Regions from separate parts of the Anolis sagrei genome. Here region 2 is linked to region 1. A link is a contact called in public Hi-C data. All regions are on one chromosome and are shown on one strand. Each heading gives the region's core, a stretch centred on a gene start, on an enhancer-like site or on the middle of the called end of the contact. The rest is flanking DNA. Distances are from core to core; before and after follow the strand shown.

Region 1 (3,240 bases), core at 524-3,023:
TCATATCCATTTTTAAACCGAAGAGCAGGCATTGTCTGTAGATGCCTCCAAGGTCATGTGGCCAGCATGACTATATGGAGCAATGTTACCTTCCCGCCGAAGTGGTACCTATTGATCTACTCACATTTGCATGTTTTCGGACTCCGAGTTTGGCTGAAGCTGGGGCAACCAACAGGAGTTCGCCCTGTCCCGTGGATTTGAACCACTGACCGTTCAGTCAGCAAGTTCTGCAGCTTAGCGGTTTAACCTTCTGCTCCACCATGGCCCCTCACACACACACACACACACACACACAATCACACACACACACACACATTTGGCTAAATTACACTTCAAAAAACTACCTGTTTTGACTTACAAATATATTCAACTTAAAAACACACCTACAAAACCTATCTCGTTAGTAACTTGGGAACTGCCTGTATATTCTTTCTAAAACAGAAAACAAATTAGTTTTAAAATATTTCTTTTATTGTTTTTTATCTCACCATAGCTCTCTGTCAATGGACATTCCCCCTCCCCCTCCCCTGGCTGAGAGGGAAAAGGAAGGGACCGGAGGCTGTTAGGAATGGTGGGAGTTGGAGTCCAAAACATCTGGAGGGCCCAAGTTTGTCCATGCCTGATACATATATAGAGAGAGGGGGCGGGAGAGAATACTCAGGCTGAGGACTGCTGACTTTCTGAATAGAAAGGGCCAACAGTATATGCAAATATCCCAAAATCTGGAGGTACAAAACCCAGAATCCCAAACACATTTGGTCCTAATTATAGGCATCCTAATGGTAAACAAACAAACCCAGTAAGACAAAAGCTTTAGCTGCACAAACACCCGCTTGGCTGATGAGATGAGCAGGGCAGAGCTCCGTAGAGAGCCAGGCAGGCATTCCCTCGGCCACAGATGGAAGGTGCACATGCCAAGAGAGCCTGGGTGCAGCTACACTGTAGGCTTAATGCGGTTTGACACCACGTGCACTGCCAGGGCTCAAGGCTATGGAATCCTAGGAGAGGTGCTGCTTGTTTACAGGGTCTTTCGCCTTCTCTGGTGCCTCCCCAGACTACAACTCCCAGGATCCCACATCATGGAGCCAAGTGGTGCCGAACTGTATCAATGCTACCTTGCAGATGCAGCCCAGCTCCCCCTCCGGAGAGCAAACGAGAGGGAGCCACTTCTCCCGAGACTCTCCTTACCTCCGGCTTGGGTCCAGTTATCTGCACCAGGGCCAGCTCCGTGGGCACTGCCCGCCTGCTCGCACGTGGGGAGCCGCGCCTGCTGGGAGCTGTAGTTCTGGCCTCAGCCTCGGCTGAACTACAAGGCCCACAATGCAAGCAGGGCGGAAGGTGCCCCCGGGAAAGAGGCGCTTGCAAACCGCGGCGCTGCGGCTCCCACTGAAAGGAAAGCACTGCAATGATTAACGGGGCCCTCGCCTCCGCGAACTCTGCCCTTCTTTCGCCCCGCAGAGTTGGAAGAGAGAGACTCCCAAGGGCCATCCAGGCCAACCCCACTTTACCATTGGAGGAACACACATTCAAAGTGCCCTCGACAGATTGGCCATCCAGTCTCTGCTTTAGAGAAGGGTCCACACTCCATGCTCCCAGGCTGTATATTCCACCGCAGAGCAGCGCTTACCACCAGGAGCTTCTGCCTCATGTTTGGGTGGCACCTCTTTTCTTGCTCTTGGGATCCGTTGTGTCCGTCTCCAAAACAGCAACTGCTGTGGGCTTGGTTTCCCTTTTGGAAATGGCCAGAAAAGCGGACCGAAGAGGCTCAAAAGGACTCCTCCCCCCGTCCTCTCCCTAGGAAGGAGCCCCACTGAACGCACTGAGCCTTTAGAGGAGAGCTAGGCTAGGATCCCACCCAGGTTTCACCTCCACCTGAGGCCACCTCCACCTGAGGCCTCTCTTGTAAAGGAAAGCCTTATGTTTCACCTGCACTGTAGGGGCCCTTTCACACAGCCCTATATCCCAGAATATCAAGGCAGGAAATCCCACAGTATCTTTTTTGAACTGGGTTATCTGAGTCCACATTCAGATAATGTGTGTGAATGCAGTCTGACCCCACTTTAACTGGCATGGCTCCATACTAAGGAATCCTTAGTATGTCTCATACACGCTTGGCCTGGATGAGGGACAGGGCCTTCTCAGTGGTGCCCCCCCCCCCCCCCCCCCCGCCTGTGGAATTCACTCCTCGGGGAAATTAGGTCGTCTTCATCCCTCCTCACCTTTAGAAAAAAGTTAAAAACTGGATGTGGGACCAGGCCTTCAGGTCATTAAGCGAACAGTGACAATGACAATGTTGACAATAGCTTGGAAATGGATTGTGGATAAGTTTGATGGCGCATCCAACCACAGTTTTTGGCTAATGCTACCAGAGTGGTAATTCTTAGTAGATTTTAATTGGATTGTTTTAATGTTTTTAACTATTTATAATTATTGACTGTTTGTTTTTATTATGTATATATTGAGGCATCAAATTGCTGTCGATTAGAAGCTGCCCTGATCCCCTCCCCCCCCCCCCGGGGGTTGAAAAGGGTGGGGTACAAATATTCAAAATAAATTAATAAATCCTGAGCGTTGCTGGTGAGGCACCAGCTCTCTCTAGCAGAGGAGGTGAAAACCGTCATAAAACTACAACTCCTTAGCATGGAGCCATGGCAGATCAAGTGGGGTCAAACTGTATTAATCTTACAGTGTAGATCAGGCATGGGCAAATTTTGGCCCTCCAGGACATTTGGACTTCAACTCCCACAATTCCTAATAGCCTCAGGCTTAAGCAGCTGAAGGGGAAAAGGAAAGGGCCTGAGGCTGTTAGGAATTGTGGGAGTTGAAGTCCAATGTCCTGGAGGGAGGGTCAACGTTTGCCCATGCCTGATGTAGATGCATTCTTGCAGTGTGTCCAAACTTTAAGAACTAACACATTTATGCACGAGAACAATTCAACCTCCTCTGAGGAAAATCTGCCAGGAATTGTCTTGGGGTGCAGCCACACAGTTTGACATCACTTATATCAGGGGTTATCAAACTAAGGCCCGGGAGCTGGATATGGCCCTCCAAGGTCACTTACCTAGCTTTCACTCAGGGTCAACCTAAGTCTGAAATGACTTGAAAGCACACAACAACAACAACGATCCTATTTCATCTGCCAAAAGTAGGCCCACACTTCCCATTGAAATACTAATAAGTTTATATTAGTTAAAAAAATTCTTCATTCTGATTATTGTATTGTTTTTTGCACTACAAATA
Region 2 (3,240 bases), core at 426-2,925, 280 kb after region 1:
GGGATATAGGGCTGTATGGAAGGGCCCTAAGATTTCAGGAGTTGGTTTTTTATTTTTTTTATTTATTTACTTATTTTAAAAACATTTAACATTTTACAGCTGGCTTGTTACATCATCTATTGTCAGATATACACTTGCCCCTACTATCCAACATCATTCATACAACATTATAAAAATACAGCTCTGTCAGTTCTATCACTTTTACATATTCTAATTTCATGCAGTGCATAAAATTATTATAATATATTTTCTAATTGTTCATTCACAGTCTTTCTCGGTCATTTGGTGGCTTGAATTCACCTTTACTTTTCATCTTCATCATCAGTGATCCCTCCTGGCCGAGTATGATTGCCTACCAAGTAGGTTCATAGATTTGATTGCAGATACCTATTCTTAATCTGCATGTTCTCCTGCAGTGAGGACATTGAGGACACACCTATGTGTCATCCAACAAAGATCCGCATAGTTAAAGCAATAGTATTCTCTGTAGTAACCTATGGAAGTGAAAGCTGGACCATATGGAAGGTTTAGTGAAGGAAGATAGATGCTTTTGAACTGTGACATTGAAGGAAAATTCTGAGAGTGCCTTGGACCCAGGCCCATAGCCAGGATTTTGATTTGGGGGGGGGGGTGAGTTTAATTTGAGGACCCCTGGTCTATGCCATTTTTTTTCCGTGTCAGGAGTGACTTGAGAAACTGCAGGTTGCTTCTGGTGTGAGAGAATTGGCTGTCTGCAAGGACATAGCTCAGGGGACGCCCGGATATTTTGATGTTTTACCATCCTTGGTGGCGCAGTGGGTTAAACCCCTGTGCTGGCAGGACTGAAGACCGACAGGTCGCAGGTTCCAATCCGGAGAGAGGTGGATGAGCTCCCTCTATCAGCTCCAGCTCCTCATGCGGGGACATAAGAGAAGCCTCCCACAAGGATGATAAAACATCAAAAAATCATCTGGGCGTCCCCTGGGCAACGTCCTTGCAGACGGCCAATTCTCTCACACCAGAAGAGACTTGCAGTTTCTCAGGTCGCTCCTGACACGACAAAAAAAAAAAAAACATCCTTGTGGGAGGCTTCTCTCATGTCCCCGCATGGGGAGCTGGAGCTGACAGAGGGAGCTCATCCACGCTCTCTCCAGATTCCAACCTGCAACCTGTCGGTCTTCAGTTTAACCCACTGCGCCACCGGGGGCTCCATAAACAGCTTGTATTCCCTGATGAATCTCCTTTGGGGTGACACCTTCTGCTGTCAAGAATTCAATGACTGCATGTTGCTTAAATCGCATTGACTGATCATCTGGGCAGGGTTCCATACTTTGCACTTTAACAACACAACCATTCAATGCTAAAGCTTTCCGCCAAAATGGAACTGTAGAGAAGAGTCTACTGAACAAGCCAGTACCTGCCGCATGCCAGTACTACCATCTGTTGATGAATTACGAAGGTGGAGGCATTACTTTTCACTCAATCCTCATATTTGCTGTGTATGTGGTTTATTTCTGCTCCAAGTTGAGCCAGGACCGGCTTAAGACCTTCAGAAGTCCAACAAAAACAAGTGGCGAGTAGCTGGATATGTTGGAGATGCTCCTGAACTCCTGAAGCCGGGAGAGGGAGGCTCAGGCTCTTCCCTGCACGGGAAGCCTTCCAGGCTGAGGCTCTCAGGGACTGGGCCTGTTTCCCCCCCCCCCCCCTTCCTCGGCGGGAGCTTTGGGGAGAGAGGGAGGAGCTACTTTGTTTTCGCCTCCGGACGCTGGCGCTTCCCCGCCAAACCCACCCGTTCAGACTGGAAAGGACTTGGCCGGCGGTGAGTCCCTTGCGTTCTTTGTCTTTTTGAGTTGTTGCTCTCCTCCTCCGTGACCCTGGGAGATGTAGTTTGGTGAGGTACCTGCACTCCTAGGCAGAGAAGGCGAAAGGCCTTGTAAAAAGTACAACTCTCATGATCTGTGGGTCCCCAGATGTTTTGGCCGTCAATTCCCAGAAATCCTGACAGCTGGTAAACTGGCTAGGATTTCTGGGAGTTGTAGGTCATAACACATGGGAGCCACAGGTTGGGAACCACTGGATTAGACCATTGCATGGCGCTTCATCACACTAGGCAGGCATGGGCAAACTTCAGCCCTCCAGGTGTTTGGACTACAACTCCCACAATTCCGGAATTGTGGGAGTTGTAGTCCAAAACACCTGGAGGGCTGAAGTTTGCCCATGCCTGCCTGCACTAGAAAATAAATCCACTTAAAATCAGGTTTAAGCCTCCTGCAGAATTCGGGGGATTGTAGTTTAGGGAGGAGCCTTTAATACCCTCACTAAACTACAAACCCCGGAATTCTGCAGGAGGTCAAAAGCGGATTTTAAGTGGATTTATTCTCTAGTGTGATGACGCATGGTAATGAAAGTGGTGCCAAACTGTGTTATTGGACAGTGCAGATGCAGCCTTGGGGTTGTTACCCAGAAACTTCCTTTATATAGCAGTGTTTCTCAACCTTCCTAATGTTGCCACCCCTTAATACAGTTCCTGATGTTGTGGTGACCCCAACCGTAAAATTATTTTTGCTGCAACCTCATAACTGGAATTTTGCTACTGTTATGAATCATAATGCAAATATCTGATATGCAGGATGTATTTTCATTCACTGGACCAAATTTGACACAAATACCCAATACATCCAAGTCTGAATCCTGGTGGGGTTGCAGGAGGGATTGATTTTGTTGTTTGGGAGTTTGTAGTTACTGGGATTTACAGTTCATCTACAATCAAAGAGCTTTCTGAACTCCACCTACAATGGAATTGAACTAAACTTGGCACACAGAGCTCCCATGACCAACAGAAAATATTGGAAGAGTTTGGGGGGCATTGACCTTGCGTTTTGGAGTTGTAGTTCACCTACATCCAGAGAGTGCTGTAGACTCAAACAATGATGGAACATGGCACGAATACTCAATATGCCCAAATGTGAACACTAGTGGAGTTTGGGGGAAATAGATCTTGACATTTGGGAGTTGTAGTTGCTGTGATTTATAGTTCACCTACAGTCAAAGAGCATTCTGAATCCCACCAACAATAGAATTGGGTCAAACTTCCCACACAGAACCCCCATGACCAACAGAAAATACTGTGTTTTCTGATGGTCTTTGCTGGGACACGAGGACTGCCTGCATAGTATATCCCAGACATGGGCGAACTTGGACCCTCCAGGTCCAAGCGGAAAGGACTGGAAAGAAAGGAAGGGGCCTAAGGCTGTTAGGAAT

The links. A called contact is a pair of places that touch in the nucleus more often than the background predicts.
Region 2: a Hi-C map of mixed tissue shows a contact between it and region 1, with 16 times the contacts expected there. The contact joins the promoter of LOC132772276 here to the promoter of SLC19A1 in region 1. A contact is called at or near these places in 2 of 2 Hi-C or Micro-C datasets (both in mixed tissue).

The regions. Positions count from the first base shown.
Region 1 is chr1:235,385,947-235,389,186 of rAnoSag1.mat, forward strand. It overlaps SLC19A1 (solute carrier family 19 member 1), which reads right to left and starts at 1,774. Exons shown (of 6, transcript XM_060771397.2): 1 at 1,628-1,774.
Region 2 is chr1:235,670,189-235,673,428 of rAnoSag1.mat, forward strand. It overlaps LOC132772276 (membrane-spanning 4-domains subfamily A member 15-like), which reads left to right and starts at 1,676. Exons shown (of 7, transcript XM_060771226.2): 1 at 1,676-1,798.